Linked DNA regions of Sus scrofa: region 2 is linked to region 1. A link is a contact called in public HiChIP or PLAC-seq data. All regions are on one chromosome and are shown on one strand. Each heading gives the region's core, a stretch centred on a gene start, on an enhancer-like site or on the middle of the called end of the contact. The rest is flanking DNA. Distances are from core to core; before and after follow the strand shown.

Region 1 (7,557 bases), core at 1,321-3,820:
TTGGCCAAGAGAACAGAAATCTTGGATAGAAGCAGAGAGCTGGGGGTGGGGGTGGGGGTGACCAAAGGGACACAGCACCAGCCAGAACTGGGAGCATGGATTAAGACCCAGGTAGAGGGACAAAAAAGAAGAGTGAGAAAAGCCAAGGTTAAGGCTGGAAAAGCTCTCTCTCCCTGGGAGGGCCTGGGCATCAGTATTGGGATGACCAAGCAGAAGGAATGACCAGAGGGGTAACTTCCAAAGGGGGAGTCTTCCAAGGCCCCCCATGTGGGAGCTTGAACAAGGAGGCTTTCCAGGGCAGTTCTTGCTTTGCAGCCCCAGGAGTTTGTAAGCTCCAAGTGCAGCAGTTTTTTCATGCTGGACCTCATCCTAGTCACTGCTCTGGTCACTAAATTCCATCTCTGCCCAGCTGCAGTGGAGGGGGGCAGTGGGGCACTGTGGTTAGAGAACACGATAGGGCACTGGACTGCCTGGGTTCAAGTCCTGCTTTCTTCTCCACTTCTGCCCAAGCTATGACTTTGCACAAATTATTTCTCTGGGTCTCAGTTTCTTCATCTGTCGAATGGAGCTATGAATAGTACCTACATCACATGAAATTAGTACATTAAAACACTTGACCCGCTAAACTTTCACATATGGTAGATAATATAGCCACACACCAGTCCTCTATGTTTCGGTTCATGTCATTCCCAAGGTGCCTTTTCTCTGCCTCTCAAATCCTTCCCACTCTTCAAAGTTGACAAATGCCTAAAATGCACCAAGTATGTGGAGGCCACCAAAGAGTAGTAGGTCAGGTGTGCATGGACTTGGGAGCCAGCCACCCTAGGTTTGAATCCTGGTTCCTGTAACCTTGGGCAAATTGCCTCGTCCCTCAGTTTCCTCTTCAGTAAACAGGGAAGCAATAGTACTGGCCTCATAAGATTGTTACAAGGATATGAGGATTAAGGAGTTAACATTTGGAGTTCCCGTCGTGGCTCAGTGGCTAACAAATCCGACTAGGAACCATGAGGATACAGGTTTGATCCCTGGCCTTGCTCAGTGGGTTAAGGATCCGGCATTGCCATGAGCTGTGGTGTAGGTTGCAGATGAGGCTCAGATCCCGAGTTGCTGTGGCTCTGACGTAGGCTGGCGGCTACAGCTCCGATTAGACCCCTAGCCTGGGAATCTTCATATGCCGAGGGAGCAGCCCAAGAAATGGAAAAAAAAAAAAAAAAAAAAAAAAAAAAAGGAGTTAACATTTGTAAAGCACTCTTTTTTTTTGGCTGCTCCCTCAGCATATGGAAGTTCCTGAGCCAGGGATCCAACCCACTCCTCAGCAGGGACCCAAGCCACTGCAGCGACAATTCGGGAGCCTTAACATGGCTGTGCCACAGGAGAACTCCTGCAAAGCACTTTTAAACACTGTCTGGCACATAGTAGGTGTTTCATGAGTGCATGTTAAAAACTTTTCTACATCTGTCAAAAAGAGGACAGAGCACAATTGCATTGTTAGCTGTGTACGCATAGGGCTTATTTCCACTTCACTTGCTGTGAAGAGCAGAAAACACATCCAGCCTGTCTTTGACCCTAGCCCGACGCCTGACTCATATCTGATGCTCAATAAAGTGGCTAGATTGGGAGTTCCCGTCGTGGCTCAGTGGTTAATGAACCCGACTAGCATCTATGAGGACATGGGTTCGATCCCTGGCCTCGCTCAGTGGGTTAAGGATCTGGCGTTGCTGTAGCTGTGGTGTAGGCCGGCAGCTACAGCTCTGATTCAACTCCTAGCCTGTGAACCTCCACATGCCGCTGGTACAGCCCTAAAGACAAAAAAAGACAAAAAAGGGGGGGGGCTAGATTGAAACAAACCAGGACACAGTGAGATGGGCAGCAGAAAGCTTGCAAATAAGCAGATACTTAAACTGATGACTGAGTGCACAGGAGGGACAGGCAGTGACCCTTCTTCTGGAGCGTTTGATCCGCTTAGGGTTTGCTTCTGCTGGTCCAGGAGGAGGCACTGACTAGAGGCTGTGAGAGATAAACAGGTTGGACAAACGGCCCTATGTTGGATAAAGAGCATGGCTTTCGAGCCAGCAGTCAAAGCGTTTTCTTATGTGTAAAATAAGAGATCAGTGTCCATGGAAATAGAAACAACAACCAATTACTAAGCATCTTCCAGGTAGCTAGGCACCAGCTAAGTATTTATAATGTTCATTTACGAATGAGGCTGAGCGAGGTTAAGCGATCTGCCCAAAGATACAAAGCAAAAAACAAAGTGAAGATTCCAATCCAGGTGTGTTAATCAAACTTTCTGTACAGATGGCAAAGTGATCTGGCCGAGCCTAGAGTAACTCAAATGCCAAAGACCATTTTTTTCACAACGAAGGGCTGATGAATAAGGGCGATACAACACTCCTGCCCGCATCCAAGACCCGCCGCCGCCCAAAAGTACCGAAGCCCTCCGGCGCTTACGTGCGCTCCGTGACTGGGGCGGCGGACGCCTGGCGGGCGGCGGAAGTCGCATGCGCCCTGCCGTCCTTCCCCTCACCCCGGAGCCTGCAGCGCCTGCTTGGGGCGCATGCGTACACCGATGGGCGGAGGGCGGCCCCGAGCGAGTGGAAAGATTTGAGTGAGCAAGTGCGCTGGAGCCTAGCGGTAGGGCGCGAGCGCGCAGGCGCGGCCGGGGGCCTGGCCGAGACTCCGGAATCTCGGTGAGCCCCAGTCTGCGCCGCACCCCGAGTTGCCACCATGGCTGCCTACAAGCTGGTGCTGATCCGGCACGGTGAGAGCGCGTGGAACCTGGAGAACCGCTTCAGCGGCTGGTACGACGCGGACCTGAGCCCGGCGGGGCACGAGGAGGCGAAGCGCGGCGGGCAGGCGCTGCGAGGTGCGGAGCGGGCCGGGGAGGTGGGTGGGAGCTGCGAAGGCCCGAGCGGGCGCGGATGCGTCAGGGCCGCCTGGTTGCCCCCCACCCTCGCTAGAGGGCTGAGACTTTGGGCTTTATCGCTTCAGCCGTTTATGTTGCAGTTGAGAAAATGCGCCCAGGGTAGCGAATCGACTTACTCAAGGTCACCTAGTCTCCCGAGTGTGAGGGGCCGCGCGCCTGAAGAGGACCCTTGCGGCCTCCGCAACACTGCCTTGTGAAATTCTCCCTTTCTAGTCATCATTTAGTAACTCGGGGACGGGCGACTAAATTGGATGCCCAGAATCTTCCAGCGGCTATAACCAAACCTACTCAAGAGGCAGCTGCGGATTCTGGTGAAGCGGCAGGCCACGCGCTTTTCCCGGTTCTGGCGGTGTGATGCGGCACTGGGGTGGGGGTAGGGGTGGGGGTTGCGGGGAGACCAGCACGGTTCCAGATATGAAGACATGCACGTGCTTGTGTGGGATGCTGTTTAGCAGCATTCCACAAATCCTCTGTCCAAAATGCACGCGCAGATGTAATTGAATGAATGAATGAGGGATTTGAGTTGATCCTTTTCATAATCCCATAAAGTATACAGATTTTATTTTTTCCCATTCCTTACTGGCTCTCTTTAATAGCTGGGAAAGTGAGGCTTGAAAGGATGACTTGTTCAAGGTCACCCCTTGTTCCTAGTCTGCTCCCCTGGCCTCTGTTCTGGGGTTGAGTAACAGGTAGGTGTGAGGAACTGGTAGGCTGTTGGCCAGGACGCTGGGCGAAGGTGGCAGTGGCGGTGAGATAAGCTTACCTACCCAGGCTCCCCCCGCCGGGGCAGACAGCTCTCTGTGATTTTGGATCCTTTGTAAGGAAGCATGCCTTGCTGCCAGCATTTCAAAGACTCTCTGGACTGAGGAGGTGTTTCCCCTGATCCTGCCCTGCACCTTCCTAACCACTGGACAAAGCAGTAGCCATTTAAAAGGGTCATTGATGCCTGGTTGATGTGAATCAGGTATTTGGCCCCAGTTTGCTCTCTCTAGCTTCTTGCCTTCACTCCGGATCCTTTAGAAATGAAGCAGAGGGTGGGGAGGTCTGGGAAATGGAATCCTGCTGGGGATGTGTGTGAATGCTTGGGGATGGCCTGGTGTGACCTCATACCAGTTAGGAGCGGCCAGGTTAGGGAATGTGCTGGTAAAGGAGGCCATTTTCTCTCCTGCTGCCTGGCAGGAAGAACTGCATGGGTCTGTGGTTGCTGATGACTAGCCCAGGGCAAAGCAAACTGCAGCTGTCCTTTAAGACTGATCAAATGCCTTAATTTTTAATTGCTCTTAAAATAATACACCCTATATCAGTTTTTAAATACATGTTAGTAGCATTAAAAAAAAATTCCATTTAAATGTTAATGTCAATTATGGACATCATAGATAAATAACTAAGACTAAAACCAAAAACTCTGAATGATGAAAACCTTATGAATAATTTGATAGTGTAAAAGACCTAAACTGAAATGTTACATTCATGAAGGCTTTAAGTATTTTAGGGTTTATAAAACCTTGAATGATTTCAGGAGGAAGCTTGCAAGCAGAGTTTCCCCATGCAGTCCTACTTCTCAGGGAGGGTGGAGACCACATGTACAACATTCGCTAACCCCTGATCGCTGGGAGTGTCTTATACCATGCTTTTGTTTGATGGCCAAGTTAAGGGAAGAGGCTTTATTTAGAGTTCTCAGTTAAGAGTCTTAAGGGGAACTGCTGCTTTCCTCTGGGACCCATTTGTGTATCCAGTGTGCTGCACTCCATTGCAAGTGGAAATAATTGCAGTGAAACAACCAGTAGCTTTTCAGCATGGGAGCTGAGGCTTGCACTGTGGACAGTCACTTCCCAGTGACTCACCCTTTCATTGGGGAGCCATTCCCCCTGTGGCTCAGTGGTTAATGAATCCGACTAGGAACCATGAGGTTGCGAGTTCGGTCCCTGCCCTTGCTCAGTGGGTTAACGATCTGGAGTTGCTGTGAGCTGTGGTGTAGGTTGCAGATGCGGCTCGGATCTCAAGTTGCTGTGGCTCTGGCATAGGCCGGCGGCTACAGCTCCTATTGGACCCCTAGCCTGGGAACCTCCATATGCTGCAGGAGGCGGCCCTAGAAAAGGCAAAAAAGACAAAAAAAAAAAAAGATTAGGGAGGATGTGGTAAGGAAGTCCACTAGGAGTTGTCCTGAGACCCAATGATGAGATCTAAGTCTTTTCCCTGGTGGGTGGTGGTGAGTTTCTGGATGATTAATCCTCCCTTCCCTCATCAGTATAGTTCTTATTGGCCTTATTCTCAGTTGAATGGCTGGCAGGAAAATTCACTTCACATTTCATTAATTACTGTTGGCAACCTCGATATGAAGCAATACACAGGAAAGTTTGTCCTGAATTTCAAAGAGGACCTTGAAGTGTCACGGAAGAAAACAGGCATGTTTTTCTGCCCTGCTCCATAGGGAAAAGGCCATTTCCCCATTAAAGGGGGAGAGAGAATAAATGTTTGTACTGGTTGGGCCAACATAACTCTTGATACCACCCTTCAATAATTTTGTGTGAGAAGAGGTTCATTTCGTTCTTTCTTTCTTTCTTTCTTTTTTTTTTTGTCTTTTTAGGGCCGCACCCATGGCATATGGAGGTTCCCAGGCTAGGGGCCTAATCAGAGCTCTACCTGTCAGTCTACACCACAGCCACAGCAACACCAGATCTGAGCCACGTCTGCGACCTACACCACAGCTCATGGCAACGCTGGATCCTTAACCCACTGAGCAAGGCCAGGGATCGAATCTGCGTCCTCATGGATACTAGTCAGATTCGTTTCCGCTGAGTCACGATGGGAACTCCCATGAGAGATTCATTTCTATTTTTTTTTTTTGAGAGATTCCTTTCTAAATGTATTAGACAGTGCACAGCATTTGCTTTTTCTCCAGTGAGTGGCTTTTTTTAAACTTGGTGTAACAGTTGACATAGATATATTCTTAGGATACAGAGGAATAGGCTGTCACTTTGATAGCACAGAGGAACTGTGGGTGAAGAGATTGTGATGTGATTTCCATACTGTAGGGAAAGTATAATTTCTTGCAACAAATTGGTTTTATCAGCATATTTCTAAGAGGTCTTGCTGTGTCCTGATTGTGTTCAAAATCCCATTTCTCCCAGATCAGAGGTTAAAGAGGACTGAAGTATAGCAGAATTTATCAAACAGAAGTGATAGTTCTAATTAAAATACAAATATCAGCGTTTTTAGAAGTTAGGAAACTGTGGCGATGGAGTTAAGAGGTGGTGGTTATGAGTTGGATATTGGAGTCATATAGCCTAGGTTTTATTTTTATTATTTTTTTTTTAAATTTATGGCCTCGTGGCATATAGAAGTTTCCAGGCCAGGGACTGAATCTGAGCTGCAGCTGAGACCTACGCCCCAGCTCTGGCAATGCTGGATCCTTTTAACCCACTCTCACTATGCCTGGGATAGAACCTGTGCCTCCACAGTGACCTGAGCAGCTGCAGCTGGATTTTTTTTCTTTTTTTAATTTTAATTTGATTTAATTTATTTTTTTGTTTTTTGTTTTTCTTCCCCTCTTTCCTTTCTTTTAGATTTTTTTTTTTTTTTTTTTTTTTTTTTTTTCTTTTTAGGCTAGAAGTTCCCAGGCTAGGGGTGGAATTGAAGCTGCAGCTGCTGGTCTACGCCACAGCCACATCAATGCCAGATCCGAGCCTCATCTGCATCCTACAGCACAGCTCATAGCAACGCTGAATCCTTGACCCACTCAGTGAGGCCAGGGATCGAACCCACGTCCTCATGGATGCTAGTCAAGTTTGTTACCGCTGAGCCAGGACAGCAACTCTGCAGCTGGATTCTTAACCCACTGTGCTACAGTGGGAACTCCACAGTCTGGGTTTTAATCTCATGTAATAGCTGTGGCCTTAGATAATTTGCTTAACTCCTCTACGTTTTTATTTTCCTCATTTGATAAAATGGGTTGTAATGATGTAAACTCACAAGGTTGTTTTGAAGACCAAAACACATACAAAGTGCTTGGTCCAGTGCCGGATAGATGGTAAGCCCTCTATAAATATTAGCTATTCTATTTATTAAGAGATTCCAAGTTTTTAGTCCTTATCTTGAAAGAATTAAAACAAATAAATTCCTAAAATGTGCTTAAGCACAGCATTCTGGGGATGAGGATAAGCAGCACAAATCACAGATTAGCCAGTTGACAGTACGTTTGGGCCTTGGGTTAGATGAATTATTGGGGAACCGAGGGGAACTTTGTTGTGAACTAGTTTTATCTTCCCTGAAGGTAGAATATTGTTTTCTTGCCGAGGTGTACAAAATAGGATATTTAGCTAGTAATTTTCATTTGGGCTGCCTGTATGTGAGATATATATGAGAAAATTCTGGCTCCCAGAGTTCCCATCATGGCTCGATGGTCAGTGAACCTGACTAGTATCCATGAGGATGCAGGTTCAATCCCTGGCCTTGCTCAGTGAGTTAAGGATCCAGCATTGCTGTGAGTTGTGGTGGAGGCTGCAGACGAGGCTTGGATCCCATGCTGCTGTGGCTGTGGCGTAGGCTGGCGGCTACAGCTCCCGATTCAACCCCTAGCCTGGGAACCTCCATATGCCTCAAGTGCAGCCCTAAAGAGACAAAAGACAAAA
Region 2 (7,056 bases), core at 4,219-6,718, 110 kb after region 1:
AGAATGAGTCAGGCACAGCTTCGCCGCCTGCAGGGCCCGAGCTGGGCTTTGGGGAAGAATGAATGTGCTCTGTTGATCCACAAACAGAACCCTGTGGGCCCTGAGCTGTGCCGCGTGAAGAAGTGAGTGAGCCTTAAAAAGGTGGGGTTCCAGGAGTTCCCATCTTGGCACAGCGGAAATGAGTCCGACTAGGAACCATGAGGTTGCTGGTTTGATTCCTGGCCTCACTCAGTGGGTTAAGGATCTGGTGCTGCCATGAGCTGTGGTGTAGGCTGCAGACACGGCTCGGATCTGGCATGGCTGTGGCTGTGGCATAGGCCGGTAGCTCTAGCTCTGATTCGACCCCTAGCCTGGGAACCTCCATATGCTGTGGGCGCAGCCCTAAAAAGCAAAAAAAAAAAGGTGGGGTTCCAGATCGCAGGGGTGTCAGGCATTCTGAGTGCCCCTCACACTTGACCAAGGCACCTCTCACAGCAACTCCCTGGAGCCTTTCAGCACAGGGAAGAGCGGCATCGCATTAGGCAAGTGTGCTAGGTGAGTGAAGGGGGCTGTGGGGCCCCAGTGGAAAGGGACCCGGTTCATCTCACTGCGATAGGCCTGAAAGAAAGACAGTGTGTGGACTGTAAATGAACACCAGGCATGAGAGATTGTGGAGCCACAGCCAGGGGAAGGGCCACGGGGACTGTTCTAGCTCCAGCCGTAGCAGTGCTGGGCAGACTTGTGTTTGCTGTGGAGGCAGTGAGGTTGGTGCTCAGACAGAGGAAGCCAGAGCTGGGGGAGGGGGGGTGCTGCTGAGCAGACGTCCCGTGGGCTCCTAGGTGAGTTGGTTAGTTGAGAGGAGGGTGGATGGGCTGGGGATGGTGAAGAATCCAGAGGAATAGTGGAGGGAACAGGGATCTTCAGTCTGGAGAAGAGCAAAGTGTTACCCTGTGACAGAGGTGGTGCCTTGTTCTGTGTCCTCCCAGAGAGCAGAGCCAGTGGATTCCAGGTCAAAAGAATAATGCTAAGCAGTTCCTGTGTGGTTCAGCAGGTTAAGTATCTGGCATTGTCACTGCAGGGGCTTGGGGTGCTGCTGTGGCGTGGGTTCATACCTGGCCTGGGAACTCTTTTTTTTTTTTTTTTTGGCCACACCTGTGGCATACGGAAGTTCCCTGGCCAGGGATCCAATCCCAGCCGCAGCTGCAACCTAAATCACAGCTGTGGCAACACTAGCTTCTTAACCCACTGTGCCACAGCGGGAGCGCCTTTAAAATTTTTTTTCACTTTAAAAAAAGAATAATGTTAATAACAGGGGCGAAACAGGAATTACTGTTGTGGCCCAGCAGAAACAAATCCGATTGGCATCCATGAGGATGCAGGTTCAATTCCTGGTCTCGAGCTCAGTAGGTTAAGGATGTGGCGTTGCTATGAGCTGTGGTGTAGGTCACAGACGTGGTTTGGATCCCAAGTGCTGTGGCTGTGCCATAGGCCATCAGGTGCAACTCTGATTGGACCCTTATCCTGGGAACATGCTGCTGATGTGGCCCTAAAAAGCAAAAAAAGGGCAAAAACAGTTCAGTGGCAGTAGTAGTGCCTCCTCTGTGGCATGTATGGTGCTGGGTGTGTGTGTGTGTGTGTGTGTGTGTGTGTCTGTCTGTCTGTCTTCAAGCAAGAGCTATGGTGTGAGGGAGGCTGCACCTGGGGTGTGGGGTGTTAGGTGAGTTGCTTTATTATATATAATCTTTTGGATCCTATTAGTTAAAGTACTATCCATGTATATATTTTTCAGTCCTCCCAACCTCCCTAAGAAGTGGGCTGTTATTAACTCCCTGCTTCCCAGAAGAGGAGACTAGAAAACTTAGGGCATTTGCCCAAGGTCACGTGTCTTTTTTTTTTTTTTTGTCTTTTTGCCTTTCAAGGGCTGCTCCCGCAGCATATGGAGGTTCCCAGGCTAGGGGTCCAATCGGAGCTGTAGCCACCGGCCTACGCCAGAGCCACAGCAACATGGGATCTGAGCCGCATCTGCGACCTACACCACAGCTCACAGCAATGCAGGATCCTTAACCCACTGAGCTAGGCCACGGATCAAACCCGCAACCTCATGGTTCCTAGTTGGATTCATTAACCACTGCGCCACAATGGGAACGCCATGTGTCTAATTTATGATGGAGCTGATGTTCAAACCCAGGTCTGTGTGACTCCAAAATCTGGACCTTCAGCCTCTGGGTTTCTCTGTCCTGCTGCCTGTTACATAGCTAGTGCTCAGTGAAGGGTGACCATAAGATGGTTAACTTTCTAACCCTTCCATCCATCCAACCATGGAATAGCTTTCTCCCTGGCATCATGTTTCCGGACGTGCCCACAGAGGCTGCCTTGCCGGAGTGTCGAGTGGGTGGGGAGGTTGGTCTCCATCACTGAGCCCCAAACCAGCCATGCAGGATTTGAGTCTGTCAGCCTGGAGGAGATCTGGGTGCACAGTGGTGTCCTGGGCGGGCCAGCTCTCAGAGCACGTTCTTTCCTGGTGGCACAGGAAAGGTCAGGCCGACTTGGAATGCCTCCACTCTCACTCCTGAAGCGGGTTCTTCTTGCTACTTTTCTTTTTGGAGTATTTATCATCTCTGCGTTGAACCCCCGGCCATTTTAATATTCTAGCTATAAGTCAGCTTTCACTGGCAGTGGAGTGGTTTGTTAGAAACAGCTTACCTCCCCACCTCCCCATCCCTCCCCACGGGCAAGAGCCGTGGGGTTTGAGACGGGCCACATCATCTCTCAGAGCCTTGGTTTCCCCATCTGTAAATCGAAGGTGCTAGGATAAGTGACTTTAAAGTCAGTCCTGGAGTCAGGATTCTGCCGAGCTCCGGGGACCCTACCCTCTGCCGTGATGGAGTGGCATGTGTCTGAGTGAAGCACGGGTGGCACTGTCGCCCAGGGGGTCAGAGTCTCGGGTGTCACAAGTCAGGCCATGCCATTCGGCCTCTAGACACCTGGCTGCCAGGCTGGTGCTGGTCTGGACCCATCCCACAGGGACCTCTCCTGCCAGCAGGGCTGTGGAAAGCTGTGGTAGCAATGACCCGTCTCTCCTCCCTGGAGTCCTGAGGTAGCAAGGGGAGCTGGCCAGATACCGGAGACCTTTCTAGCAACCTCTGGGGAGTTCCTGTTTTATTTATTAGCCGCCATCCTCCCTCGTCTGCCCCAGGAAAAGTGCTGACCCTACGCTGTGCAGCCACACAGGGAAGCGGGCATCCATCAAGCCTGCTCTTTGTCCCTGTCAAGCTTAACCTCATTTAACCCCTGCATCGTCCTGCACTGTGAGGGAGAGACCAAGAGTCCACCACAGCAGGAGTTTTCAAAAATCACAGCAACTTTAGGAGGGGTCAGGGGGAAAGATGGTAGCCTTTCATTCTGTTAATTATATAATGGTAATGAGCATTATTGACTTGGCTTGATGACTGACTACAAAAGCGACTGTCTTTTAAGCCCCGGGTAGAGTGGTCTCTGTAGTCCTTACAGCAATCCCATGAGTGGGCCCTACTTCCTCTTTACAGATGGAACCCTGAGGCTTGGAATGATGAGGTGGGCCCTGGCACCCACACAGGTGGTCGGTAGCCAAAGACGCCCCCACTCCCTGCCCCATCCATGTGGAAGCTCATGTGGAAGTGAGTAGCCAGATTGGAGAGACAGGCTATGCTGCTTCTCCTAATTCATAGTTATCTGACATCCAGCTTCCCCTAGAGCTGGTAGTCCTGGAACTGTTCCCATTCAGGCCAGGCCTGTGTTGCACCTGAAAACAAAAATCAGCACGTGATGGAGATGGGAATATTTTCACTACAAGAAAGCAATAGACTGGGTTTTTTTGTTTTTGTTTTGCTTTTTTTTAGGGCCAAACCTGGGGCATATGGAGGTTCCCAAGCTAGGGGTCTAATCAGAGCTACAGCTGCTGGCCTACACCACAGCCACAGCAATGCGGGATCCGAGCCGAGTCTGCGACCTACACCACAGCTCACGGCAACACCAGATCCTTAACCCACTGAGCAAGGCCAGGGGCCAAACCTTTGTCCTCATGGATGCTAGTCAGATTCGGTAACCGCTGAGCCAGAAGGGGAACTCCTGTTTTGTTTTGTTTTGTTTTTTAATTCACATGAACTTAAAATAAGGATAGTTACTATCATTTCCCAAACACCCGATGCTTTAATTCTGCTGATAAAGTACATTGTTCTTTCCCAGTCGATCCCAGAAAAGGAGCTGCTGGTTTTACGGCCGGCTGGATCCCAGAGTAGACTCTGGGACTGGGGGGGGTTCTGTTTCTAGAGATCAGACGGGCCAGGTTTCCCTCAGGAAATGGGGCAGGGGGCTGGCTGGAGGAAGTCACCTCGGGTCAGGGGCAGCGTTGCTCAGAGCCCAGCCTAGGATGCCCCCTTTCACCTCACCTGGCTGCTCAGCCGAGGGCCCCACGCTGGGGGCACAGAGCAGAGAGCAGATCAAGGCCCTGCTGCCCCAAGTGCCCCCCAGGAAATGTGTGCGTTGTGTGCACACGCAGTGAAAGCGCGCCCTGTCTCCACGGTGCAGGGCGCCCTTTGTCCACACCTGCAGCCGCCCGAGCAGGGGGCCCTGGGTAGGTTTATTTTTCTTGGCTGCACTTTGTCGTCTCTCCCGTCGGCCATGAAGATTCCGGGCCCTCACTGGCTGTGGTTTCTGACATCCAGCCCCTTGTCCTCCAGCAGGTTTCCTCTCAATACACCTCCAGGGCTGGTTCTGTCCCTTTGGACTGCCACCTCTGCCACCCTCTTTTTCTTTTTCTCCTCTCTTTTTTTTTTTTTTTTTTTGCTTTTTAGGGCCACAGCTGCAGCATATGGGTGTTCCCAGGCTAGGGGTCAGATCGGAGCTGCAGCTGCCCACCTACACCAGTTCTCCTCTCTGCTTTATGGGGATTTCTTCCAGGCAGCTCTGTCTGGTCCCCACCGCTCCCCCACCTCTCATCTGGCATCTGCCCTCTCCAGCTCTCCCCCACCCCCCTTTTTCTAGACTGTCCATTCACTTCATTCACTCACTCTTTGGGCAAACAGGGATTGAGACCTGCTGCGTACCAGACCCGGGCCTGTTTCTGGGACCCCAGAGGTAAACCGGAGGTGGTCCCAGCCTCAGGGGGACAAGCTGGATGATTGCAGGGAACTGCAGCTGCCCAGGTACAGGCGCCCTCACAGAGCTAAGTTCAAGGTTCCCAGAAGAGCCTCTCGTCCTTCAACCCTGCCCAGGACCCCTGGGACTCAACGTGCCCTAGGAAGGGATGCAGTTTAGGAAGCCTGGGCTGTCACTTAGCAACTGGCTCCACCCCTTTCCTTCCCTGAACCCTGGAGCTGGGCCTAAGGGAATGAATGCGAAAGATGGGCCAGGGCTGTAAAGAGGCCACGTGGGGAGGCCTCAGCTGAGCTGAGCTGGCCTAGCGCTTTCCTTTCGAAGGTTACTCAGGCTCTGAGGGTCATCTTGGGCTAAGTCAAACTATAAATACCGCGCTTCCTGAAGGGATTACCTGGGCTCCGCTTCCCCTGCCTGCACCCTCCTTGGCTGGGCTGAGCCTTTTCTGGACCTGCCCTTCTTTTGGATTGCTTATCCCCTCTGCCAGGTGCCCTTCTTCAGCCACCTCTCCGGTTCCCTGCAGCCCAGCTGTGACGGCCAGGGTGGAAGGGGAAGGGAGAGACTGGCATCTGCGTTCTGGCCAAAGAGCCCCCATAGCCCAGGCTTCTCCTTCTGCCTGGCATCTCATCTCTCACTCCAGCCAGAGCAAGCCCAGGCTTGTCACACAGTCAGGACTTCTGGGGAGCACTCTGCTGGCTCCATCCCTAGAACAGGGACCTGGGGATGGAGCTTGGTAACCGAGCCTGGAAATGGAGCTTGGGAATTGCGGCAGGTATAAATAGGGCCGTCTCCTGGCTTGGGTGGACTGACTGTCCTGGGAAATCTCTGCTTCCCCTTGGCTGGTCTCAGACTTGGTGTCACATCCCAGTGGCTCAGGTGTGCCAGTTCCCAAAGCCACAGTAAGGGCCTCTTGGGGTCTGAGATCAAGAAGTGGAGGGACAGCCCGACTTGGCCGTTGGGGCAGACCTTTCTCCAGCTTTTCCTGCTCTCAGCGGTGACTCCTCCACCTCGCTCCCTCCCCGTGCACCATGCATTTGTCAGGTCCATTTTCAACTCAGCAGACATTGGTGAGAACCTGGGGAGTTCAGGGGGAAGCAGCCAGGCCTGTTGTCCTCCCGTGGGTTCTAGAGACTCCTCTCTTGTGTAGTTATCCTGAATTAACTAGTGCGAAGCATGCACGCGCGCATGCACTCATAGCCACACCCCAGCTCCACGCAAATTGGAAGGGATCGTTAGTATTCTGTCTCCCACTCTTCTCTCGGAACCCTCCCTTGGGGGTGGTATCGCCAGACACTATTCATTATCCAGGCCAAACCGCAGCGTCCACTGTCATTACCCTCCCCCTGCAACCCAGACGGCCGTGCCCTCTCGCCCCTCCCCCTTGCCCCTTGGAATCTGCTCTCAGCAGCACCTTGGGAGGCTATCTGTTGAACTAGCTGATGTTAAGGTTTAGAGGAGCGTGCTCTTTCCACTTCTGTTTTGCTGTGTTCACAAGGGGGATTCTTTTTTTTTTTTTTTTTTTTTGTCTTTTTAGGGCTACACCTGCGGCATATGGAGGTTCCCAGGCTAGGGGTCTAATCAGAGCTGTAGCTGCCGGCCTACGTGAGAGTCACAGAAACCCCAGATCTGAGTGGGATTCTTCAATCAGAGTGAGTACCTACCCCAGCCCAGCCCTTGTGACTCTGGCTCACTGGGTCTGCGGTGGGCCCTGGGACACTGGCTTTTTAACCAGCACCTCAGGAGGGCCTAGCACAAGTGATGTTTCGGGCAACCCTTCAAGACCGCAACTTGTGGAGTTCCCGTCGTGGCGCAGTGGAAACGAATCCGACTAGGAACCATGAGGTTGCAGGTTCAATCCCTGGCCTGGCTCAGTGAGTCAAAGATCCAGCGTTGCCGTGAGCTGTGGTGTAGGTTGCAGACACGGCTCGGATCTGGCATTGCTGT

Evidence for each region. HiChIP or PLAC-seq counts read pairs in DNA pulled down with a chosen protein or histone mark.
Region 2: a contact with region 1 is called in an H3K27ac HiChIP or PLAC-seq map of skeletal muscle. The contact joins the enhancer-like site here to the promoter of PGAM1 in region 1. A contact is called at or near these places in 1 of 5 promoter capture datasets (liver), 7 of 47 Hi-C or Micro-C datasets (liver, omental adipose tissue, psoas muscle and 3 more) and 2 of 2 datasets of contacts at active chromatin or transcription factors (alveolar macrophages and skeletal muscle).

The regions. Positions count from the first base shown.
Region 1 is chr14:108,820,212-108,827,768 of Sscrofa11.1, forward strand. PGAM1 (phosphoglycerate mutase 1) reads left to right here and starts at 2,571. Exons shown (of 4, transcript XM_003483535.4): 1 at 2,571-2,866. The coding sequence starts at 2,728.
Region 2 is chr14:108,928,068-108,935,123 of Sscrofa11.1, forward strand. All of the region lies in intron 1 of UBTD1 (ubiquitin domain-containing protein 1), which reads left to right. Among named protein-coding and RNA genes, the nearest start is that of HOGA1, 27 kb to the right of the region's middle. Within about 2 kb of position 5,469, at least 9 of the 83 cell types and tissues checked have an H3K27ac peak or open chromatin away from gene starts, as enhancers often do. A contact at or near this core is called in skeletal muscle, where this site is marked.